Linked DNA regions of Mus musculus: regions 2 and 3 are each linked to region 1. Evidence: chromatin contacts called from public Hi-C data. All regions are on one chromosome and are shown on one strand. Each heading gives the region's core, a stretch centred on a gene start, on an enhancer-like site or on the middle of the called end of the contact. The rest is flanking DNA. Distances are from core to core; before and after follow the strand shown. Region 1 overlaps 9530026P05Rik (RIKEN cDNA 9530026P05 gene). Region 2 has its middle 60 kb from the start of Gm25094. Region 3 has its middle 64 kb from the start of Gm22312.

The links. A called contact is a pair of places that touch in the nucleus more often than the background predicts.
Region 2: a contact with region 1 is called in a Hi-C map of uterus, with 7 times the contacts expected there. The contact joins two enhancer-like sites. A contact is called at or near these places in 4 of 484 Hi-C or Micro-C datasets (all in uterus) and 4 of 115 datasets of contacts at active chromatin or transcription factors (craniofacial prominence, differentiating embryonic stem cells, embryonic stem cells and 1 more).
Region 3: a Hi-C map of uterus shows a contact between it and region 1, with 2.4 times the contacts expected there. The contact joins two enhancer-like sites. A contact is called at or near these places in 9 of 484 Hi-C or Micro-C datasets (the N1E-115 cell line, cerebral cortex, embryonic fibroblasts and 3 more) and 4 of 115 datasets of contacts at active chromatin or transcription factors (cardiomyocytes, extraembryonic endoderm stem cells, stem cell-derived neural progenitor cells and 1 more).

What each region holds. Positions count from the first base shown.
Region 1 is chr6:93,065,192-93,068,234 of GRCm38.p6, forward strand. The region is part of intron 1 of 9530026P05Rik (RIKEN cDNA 9530026P05 gene); the gene reads left to right. Among named protein-coding and RNA genes, the nearest start is that of Adamts9, 120 kb to the left of the region's middle. Within about 2 kb of position 1,735, at least 74 of the 459 cell types and tissues checked have an H3K27ac peak or open chromatin away from gene starts, as enhancers often do. A contact at or near this core is called in the N1E-115 cell line and uterus, where this site is marked.
Region 2 is chr6:93,393,484-93,396,752 of GRCm38.p6, forward strand. No RefSeq gene overlaps it. Among named protein-coding and RNA genes, the nearest start is that of Gm25094, 60 kb to the left of the region's middle. Within about 2 kb of position 1,913, at least 26 of the 459 cell types and tissues checked have an H3K27ac peak or open chromatin away from gene starts, as enhancers often do. A contact at or near this core is called in uterus, where this site is marked.
Region 3 is chr6:93,443,820-93,447,311 of GRCm38.p6, forward strand. No RefSeq gene overlaps it. Among named protein-coding and RNA genes, the nearest start is that of Gm22312, 64 kb to the right of the region's middle. Within about 2 kb of position 1,797, at least 43 of the 459 cell types and tissues checked have an H3K27ac peak or open chromatin away from gene starts, as enhancers often do. A contact at or near this core is called in the N1E-115 cell line and uterus, where this site is marked.

The DNA of each region.
Region 1 (3,043 bases), core at 485-2,984:
GTGTTCTGGATGAAGGGGCACAGGGCATGGAACACCATTGAAATTTACCACCCTAAAATCCCAAGATCTGAAGAAACATGCATGAGATATGTGTTTGATAAATGAACATTGAAACTGTGTGTGTTGAAACCTTCATTAAAGCAAGGATTTTGAAGTATGGCTTCTGACTCTTTCTCCAGGACTTTGGGCATTTGGGTCAAAAGTGCATCATCATTAATGCGGTCTTCGTTGCTATTGAAAATGGATTCTGTTTACATCAGTCCTATTTACAGCATCGTTCCCGGGACTCAAATAAAACAAGGCTCTCCCACCCACTAGTTTGCAAGTTGTGCAAAGTACAGCCTTCTATTGTGACATGTATCCTGGCAGTTTGCCACTGTCTGGCCTACCCTACTGCAGGGTCAGAATCCCCCGCTGTATCCTGTAAAATCGCTGAACTCTTGGGAAAGTACTAAGAGACTGGAAGAAGCATTCAGCATCTCTCTTGAGATGAGTAAATTACATGGAAGGCTATGGGTATTTTATGATCTGTTATAGATGGAGAATTCAAGGTGCAGTTTGCCTTTTTTTTTTCTCTTTACTTAAAGCAAGAAAAGCTTAGCAGTGAAACTCATTTTCCATGACTCCCAAATGGTTTCACAATAAATCTGTGAACTTAATCAGCTTCTTCTGTTGAGGAAACCTCCTCTAATTGTGTTCTTGTGTGAAATAGACACGATGACAAAAAATACTCCAACTCTCAAAGAAAGTGTGGATCACTGTAATCTGGGGAATAACAGTCTCAGTGTCCAGTGAAGAGGAGCCAAGATCGTGCTGTCTCTGGTAGTATTTCTTTTCTAGATAATTGTCAGGCTCTTCTTTCTTGGTCAACAGTATGACAACGAATATCCTGAATTAAGTGTCTCTGGGACATAATGGTGTAGTAACTAGGAGCACTGCCAACTAGATTTCTAGAAATTCCCACAAGACTCCTGCAGAGCCACAAGGCACTATAACAGCAAATGAACACAGAGATGAAACACAGAACCTGAACGCCTTGCTTTCATCTCTTTTCCTGGTCTCTAGAAGCCAATGCCTGTCTTTCTTTCCCTTTCCTCCATGCCAAGTATGGCGGGTGCAGAGGGGACATGCCCGGAATGTTAGCACAGCTGATTACTGTCAGCTAGCAAAGCAATCTGGTGGAAAGAAGACAACAAGGACTCCGTGCGCTTGCTTCTTCCTGTTCCTCGGTTCTTGGGCAGTGACCTTCAGAGCTGCCGGGGTTTGTGGGAGCCGGTGGGTGTGGTCTGAGAGGGAGAGTCTACAATTGGAAGCTGACCTTTCGGAGTCTAGATTTTTTTCCGTCCTGGAAAATAAGAACTAAGCATAGAAATTGAATTAGAAGTGGAAGGATTTCCCAAGGCTCTCATTTGTCCCAGCTGCATCCACAGAGCCCACTTTTGCCTTGCTCCTCTCATTCCCAGCTAGGATTCCTGCCTGTCCCTCCTTACTCCGGGCTGGGTGCTGAGGTCAGCAGAAGCACCTTTGAGACAAACACACAAACTAAGCTGTCGTCAGCAGACCCAGCCTCAAAATTGGAGGAGGAATTGTGAAAACATCGTTTCCCTGCAAATCGGACACCCTCCTCACTCCCACAACAAAAGAACTAGTGTTTCTAAATGCTCTTGCCGCAGGCCCTCACCCGCCTGTGAATAGGGGCACGGAGGGGACAGAAACACCATAAAATCCTAGGTTCTCTCCACTCAGCCTCAAGCTGTGGTTTCCTATTTCCTCCCACTGGACAGCTTCAGTATTAATTGCTCCCAAAACCAACAGTAAAATTTCACTACCGCTCCTAGCAGGCAAAAAAACCCTCAGGTCTTCTGGGAAATTCGGAGCAGGGCTTGGTGACCCTGGCATCTCCCTCCTGTATACACACTAGCAGTGGGGGGTTCCAGACAGGTCTTTGGTTTGGGGCACAGGCTCTCAGCAAAGAGTAGTCCAAAGCTGCACATGAGAATTCACTAGAAATGCAAATTTTCAGCTCAACAGAAGCCCCAGGACTTGGCTGCCTCCTTAGTTTGTTGAAGGAAAAAAAAAAACCTGTAAGTGATTTCAGTTCACTTAAATCATTAGGATTAGCGATCGAGGCTAGGCATTTATTTTGTCAGAATACTGCAGACTTTTATTGTTGTCTGTGTGGTCTTTGGCGTACTTCCTTTAGTTTCTGTCTGGCAGGCTCTTAGTCTTTAAGTCCTTCTGAAAATACCCTCTATAAGTAAGTCTCCATCACCCTCCCAACCTAAGGAATAGAATGTCCTCTTATGTGTGTTATGACATTTGGAGCATCTTACTAATATATTTTGTTAAAACTATATCAAGTTCCTCGGTTCTGTTCCAGGTTCAGAAATAAGAACATGCTTACATCAGCAAATGCTTTGTGTAGACTATTGTGGGACTGTCGTTTTGTTTCTGGTGATGCCAAAATAAGATTTTTAAATTGATTAAAGAAATCAAAATTTAAGATCATATCCCAGGCTTCAGACCTCACCTCTGACATGTGCTGGCCTTAGGTAGTGATTTGACCACTTTAATTGTCAAGTATAATGAGGACATGGGTGCTTCTTGTGTTTACCCCAGTGTGACTGGATGGCTGAAGGAGTAGTCCAGCTAGCACGGTAGCTGACCTGTGAAAGTTGGTTGCTACTGGTAATGTTATTCTTTTCGTCTTCATCCTCACTAGAATGTTGTTAGCAGTGTTCACTGTGCCTGGAATAGAGAACACAGGCAAAAGCATCTGTGAAAAAAATCTTTGGAAAGATCAAGGTCGTGGCCTTATCTCTTATAGTTCCTGAAATGGAGGCAGATTTGAGGAAGTAGGCACTCACTGTAGGCAAATTTGACTTTTCATAATGTGCTTCGTGAAACAGACTGAAAGGTGTTGATGACTTCCAAATTTCCTTTCTCAACTGTTCAGGACCCATCACTGCCTCCGGGACATCATGTAAATTTGTCATATAAAATGGCCATTAGAGCAAGGATCAAAGCTTTGACAGTGAGTCAG
Region 2 (3,269 bases), core at 663-3,162, 330 kb after region 1:
GAAATACTTTTAAAATACTTTTAAAAAAAGCTGCCCCGCTTGAAGAGTTTACAGGCTCTGTAGGAACAGTGAAGGTGGGAAGTCATGTCAGGTTGAGGGCTGCTGTCAAAGTTTCCCTAGGTGAGCTGCCCCAGACCTGGGCATCGCATCCTTTTGTCTACCTTTCAGTTCTCGGCCCCTGCTCCACTGTCAGCACATTTTCTGGCTTGGAGTGTTGGTCTCTAAACTCTAATTACAGTTAATGCGCTAATCCCAAGCACTGATCCCTTGGCTGCCAAATCCACTAAAGAAATTGGCCAAACACCAGGACCAGGGAGTCTAAAGGGAAAATAAAATGCTGAGAGGTGCAGGGTGCTGTCAACTTTCTGCTTAAATGGTTTTACGGGACTCGGGATTAAGGTCAAAACTCTTAGGACAAATTTCCTAGTCCCTTACCAAAAGATGGCTCCCTAGCTCCCTTGCTCCTGAAGTCCATGTTCTTGCCGACTTGACTATCCCACCAATCTAGCAGTCTTGTCACTGTAGGTCTTGTGGTTAGGCCCAAACTATGTGTGTTGTTTTGTAAAAAAGATAAGGAGAGAGGGAATGTGTTTGGTGGATGTGCAGTCAGGTGTGGGGGGAGGGGTGCCTCTGCAGGCCCATGCTAAGGCATCCCTTCCTCCTGAGGGACCAGCCACAGTAGAATAGAGTTTATTCAGACCATGGGAGCAAAGTTGAGGAGTAGAGGCAGAGAAAGGCGGAGAGAGAAAGAGAGTAGAGGAGTAGAGGCCGGCCATGAGCACGTGGAGTGAGGGGGGGGCAGGGGAATGGGAAGAGAGGGGGAGGAGGATAAGGGAGAAAGAGCAGAAGAGCAAGAGAGAGAGGAGGGGGCGAGCAGCCCCTTTTATAGTGAGTCAGGCACACCTGTCTGTTGCCAGGTAACTGTGGGGCGGAGCCTAGACTAAATGCCAACAATGTGGATTTGCTCACCACCATTCTAACTCTATCCTCCAAGTAATATGGTCAGTGTCCTTGCCTTCAAGAAACTCACCCCAAGCAATGCAGCTAGGGAGTCTGCTCCCTCCATTATGAGCCCATGGAAGCCCCAGCTCTTCCATGAGAACATACCTCACAATTACAGTTACATTGCAATTTCACAATCATTCTTTACTACTGCTTCTCCTTGGCTTTGAGTACTGTATTTCAAGTTCTGAGCATCTGGCACACACAAACTCAGTATTTTTTAGCCAAATGCATAAATAAGATGAAGAAGAGCTAGGAGTTACGTAAGCTACCTTTATGACTTTGTGTGTAAGGGTCTCTTCTACCAAGCTAGCTCTTGCTGCTAAGTTGGTGTGCTCCCCCTCAGACCCCCTCACTCTTCATTATATGATCTCCAAGTGGAAAATTCATGTCATATGAAAATTTCTCAAAGTCAAGTGACTTAGAGAAGAACAAGAGAACGTTGGAGAGACAGGAGATGAGAGCAAAAGAAGGAAGCAGTAGAAAAGAAAGGGAAAGAGGGGTTAGCCATTTGGGAGAAAAGGAAAAGAGATGCAGAAGAGGCATGGTTTCCGAGGACTTGAAAGTACTCTGGTTTCCATGATTTTTCGGGCATTCTCAAGTCAGAATGATGAAACCCAAGAGAAAAGTCCCTGATTAAAACCTTCCTTTGGAAGAAGGAAAAGCTTATGTAATTTTTCTGGAGTGAATATCAAAAACCGTGGCATGCTAACAGCACGTTATAAATAGTACTGATTATAAATTGTTTTTACAAAGATGAACAGAGCACAAGAATTCTTGCTGGCAATTCTCAAACTAGTAATAATTTTGATTTCAAACTAATTATCTGGGGGGTGGAGGGGATAGAGTGCTCCAGAGGACATTTAAAATCGTTAGAAACCAGTGTACTACCACTGCTCTAACAACCCCTGTGATGTCACTTGCTTTGAACAATATGAAGACCAGCTGTAAGCAATAGAGAATGAAGGCTAATGACTAACCGTTCGCATGCAAACCCCCAGCCTGTTGAGGAGGACTTCTTGGGCAGCACCAGATTGTTAAGCTAAATTATTAGCTTATTTTAATTGCAAGTGTGAAAAGACGGCATTATGCAGGGTGGCACTCAGCCAAGGGCTTCGAAGCTGAGAGAACTTCAACTCAGGGAACTGCACAGTGCCAAAGCTTTGAAGTACACTTTGCAGATAAGGTGACGGTGAATCCTCTGTAGTTTCAGGAGCTACATTCAAAACCTACTTAGCTATATTCAGAAAGCGTCCACATTGGGAACATTTGAATTATGCTTGGGCTCTTTTTTTTAATATGTCAGTTATTGAAGATAATATATTTTTTTCAATATCCCTTTCTGACAGAAGATGAGTATCATTAATGTTTCAACCTCCTGACTTGTGTTGTTGTTTCCTGGGTTCTATCCGCACTACATCGACAATCTTAAAATGTGGGCTCTCTCCTTAGCAAATGCTTCATTCACTCTAGAGAGAGGAAGTCCGACCAGTCTGCCTTGACAGAATCTCTAGGCCAAGCCCAGTAAGTTTTCTGACCTAATTAAGATATTTTGCCAAAACAGGCAAAAGCCAGACTCTGTGAAACAGCAGAAGATTTCAATGAACTGGAGTCAGGCAGGATTCTGAACGTGAGCACATTGAACCCTGGCTCACAAAGAACAATTCCGCAAAGAGGAGCTGGTTCATAAATCAACCCAGAGTCTCCGTTCCTCGGCCTCGGCCTCATGTGCAGTCTGGCACCTAATCCCCTTGCTTTCCTTCTAAGATACACTGCATATCAGCACATTTCTAAGATTCAAACTCCTACAGTGGTTTCTGCCCTTGATTTCTTTAACGCCATCTTACAGGCCCTTCTGTAACACACTCAATAGTCACGGCTTGCTCTGTCTGGTCCAGGGTTTAGAATAGGAATACAAGAGGATGAAGATGACAGCGGACAGGCCTCACCTCCTCCACTCCTGCAGCTCAGAAGCGAAAAGAGAACAATACTTAATTGTCTAGTAAACAAGTGAACAATGAAAAATAATAAACAACATAAACCAGGAACGAATTACAGCTGCTAGCCACTCACAACCTATCTGTGGAGACTCCTCCAGGGGAAGGCAGGAGGACCACTGCCCACTCCTATCCTGGACTGCAGCCAGCTCTATGCTAACACGTTAGCAAAGTGCATTTTACAATTATTAATCTTAGTCCTCCTACCTTCGGTGAAATAAATGAATCTAAATGTTTTCTAGAAAAATGAGAGATGGTAAATGATTCTCT
Region 3 (3,492 bases), core at 547-3,046, 380 kb after region 1:
TTAGAAAGACTCTGAGATAATATCCTGAGAGGATATAGCTTCTCATTACCATCTTTCGGTCCAAACAGCCAAAGAATGAGGCGTTTCCCTCTGGTCCCCTGGTCCCCTGGTCCTCTGGTCCTTGCCGTGAGTGCTCCTCCCCAGCCTTGTTTTCCTGTATTGGATAACTAGTAACAGCTTCCTTGGCCTAGCCGTCAGCTGGCTTGTGATTTATAAAACAGACTCCAAAGCAACCTTTGCCTTGCTGGACACTGAGAATTAGGCTTTCTGTACCTTATAGCATTCTGAGGGAGTCTTAACCTGATACTTAGCTGATACAGAATACTGTGTCTGTGTAAGGCAGAATAGTCCTCAGCCTGCCACAGAGCCAGGTCCTTGGCATGCCAGGAAATAGATGCTTTTTGTTCAGGAACAAATCACTGCCCAGACCTCTCCGCAGAAGCAAATGTCATCCTGTCATTATTTTCTCCCTGACCTGTGCTCGGGGCACAAATGCATTTCCCAGCAGTATCAAGCACTGTTCTCTGGAAGCTCCATCCTGCAGCCTCCCTATCCGTGATAGGGATGGGGGAGGGGACTCCCGGCACTGCCATGGAGTATGTGCCCTCTTTTGTGTGCCTAATTGTCCATGTAAAAAGCACGAAGGTAATTACTGGGGCAAAATCCACACAGGAATGTCAGTGGGTGTATTATCTCGTAGTCCAAAGAAATAGTGGGGAGTGGAAATAGCTTTTGAGCACGTACAATTCGTCAGTTCTCAGGTGTCAAATTAAATCCAAATAAGAGCCGTGGAGAATGCAGGCTTCTATTCCCATGTTATGAAGCCAATTGCCCAGTGCCTCCCCTGGCACATTAGTTAGTTTTTCATTACAGTATTCAAAATAAGTCACATAAAAAAATTAAGGGAAGAAGAATTCACTTTGACTCACAGTGTCACAGGGATCAAAGGACAATCCTTTGGACCTCCACACGTAGGAGCATATCATGGTCATGTGAACATGTGGTAGAAGTGTTTCTTTGCCTCATTTTGGATGGGAAACAGAAAGAGGGAGACAGGAAAGGGGCAGGGACAAGATACCCCAAGAACCTGCCCCAGTGATGATATACTACCTCCAACTGGGCCTGTATTCTAAAGATTCCAGAACTCCCCCCCCCCCCCATAGCTCCACCAACTGGGAACTAAATGTTCAACAACTAAGCTCTTGTGAAACTAAGCATTTCATCCCCAGATATTACAGTCATATAGCTACTACTGAGCTGAAATCCAGGTCCAGATTTGCTTATTTTTCAAGCCTGAGTTTCTTTCCTTGCTCTTGGAATACCCACATACCACTTGATGTTCCCGAGAACACATGCACGATTTCCTAGTTTTTACACCGATGAAGTTTCCAACATGATGGGTAGGGCTTTCCCTATAAGTGTGTCATAAGTAAGTTTTCTTTAAGAAGAACCTGAAATTTTAAAGCATCTTGCTTACTTGAAAAGACAGATCACAGGCCACATTACAAACAAAATAGCTCCCCCTAGAGTTTCCACTCGGTGAACATTCAGACTTCAGGAAGTCAGGGTTGGAAGAAAAGCCCCTGGTCAGATGTTTTGCAAGGTGTGCGTTGCCTCTTATTGGAGAATGATTGTCATTCCATCTGCTAAGAGAGGTTTTGCTACTACTGTTCAGGACATCCCTTCCACACTTAGCAAACTTTCTTTAGTGTCCACAACAATTATGGGGGGTCAGGGGTTGAGTGTTGAGGAGATCGCCGTGCTGAGTCTAGTGCGGGCGTTGGATTTGACCTACTCTAGACGTGCTTTCTGGCGGCAGAATTCCCTTCAGGCTTCCAGCGCGTATCTGGCAAACGAAACCACTGTCAGCCATCCAAGCGCTGAGATTCCTTGGTGACATCACTAGGCCCTGCGCCCATAGCCTCCCCTCGCAAAGCTGTGCGTCAGCATCACCTCAGGGACACTGGGCCAACGTGTGCTCCCATGGGTCTACAGCAAGGGAACACAGTTCATGATGCAAAGGCTGACGGGAACTTCTTGTAGTGATGAATGGTCAGTGGGCCTGGGACATCAAGAATGTAAACAACCTAATGGCCTTTGCTTTCATTATCCCTTCCAACAGCAAGCTCTCTGCGCTGCTCTCTGATTTGATTCCTCTCCAAAAGCATTTTCTAAGGGATCTGGGGAGATGGAAAACTTTTCATACCGCCCATGCAAAAACGACTCTTTAGTGGATAAAAGAAATGACATGGGTAATAATCAGACCTTCACTTTTATTGATGGTGTTGATGAAGGGATGAGATGATGTGGCAAATTTTAAAGCATACAAAAGCTGTGAGATCATGAGGGCATTTTCATATAATGTACTTTGAGCATATTCCCTCTCAAACTCCCTTTTCACCCTTCCACCTCTTTAGTCCTCTTCCCCTGTAGATACTTTATCATCTACTTTCATGTTGTATATGTACACATATGTGATTATATATATATGTATATGTGTATACATATATATATATATATATACATATATATATGCATATACACATACACAAATAATCTAGGAATCATAAACGTGAGGCAGCATGTGATGCTCCCATATCTAAGGCTGGCTTATGTCATTTAACAGTTATTTACAATTGTGTCTATATTCCTCCCCAAAATATAACTTCATTCTTCTTTATGGCTCACCATAAAGATCCTTTGCACATCTATATATCACAGTTCCTTCCTTACTCCTCTGCTGATGAATGCCTGTGTTGTCTCTATAACTAAGCATTGTGAACAGAGCTGCAGTAAATGCTATGTGTCCATCTGTGATAGGTTAATTCTTCATTGTTCAAGTAAGTACCCAGGAGTAGTATAGCTAGGTCAGACTCTGGGTATAGTTTTTGTTTTTCTGCAAGGAGCAATATTGAGTTCTATAGTGGTTGGATGAATTTATATTCACCCCAGTAGGGTACAAGTGTTCATTTCTGTCAGCATCCTCACCAGCATTTGTTATTACTAGTTTTCCTAGTCACTGCCATTCTGATTAGGGTGAGAAATTTCTCACTATAGTGTTTCTTGGTATTTCTCTGATGGTTAGTGAAATTGAACATTTTTTTTCTATATCCTTTGATCGTTGTGCTTCATCTTCTACCACCTGTCTACTTCTTTGGCTCATCTGTTGAGCTGTTGGTCACTGGTTGCTGGTTGCTGGTTGGTTGCTGGTTGCTGGTTTCTAGTTGGCTGCTGGTTGCTGGTTTCTGGTTGGCTGCTGGTTGCTGGTTGGCTGCTGGTTGGCTGCTGGTTGCTGGTTGCTGGTTGCTGGTTGCTGGTTGCTGGTTGCTGGTTGCTGGTTGCTGGTTGCTGGCTGCTGGCTGCTGGTAGCTGGTTGGAAATATCCTGACAATGAAAATCAAAACTGTCCCCAAGAACTTGATGCCCCTAATTAGCAGGAAATTATCTAATGATATTGATACCTCTTTCCCCCTCTAGCCTTTTTTTCCTACA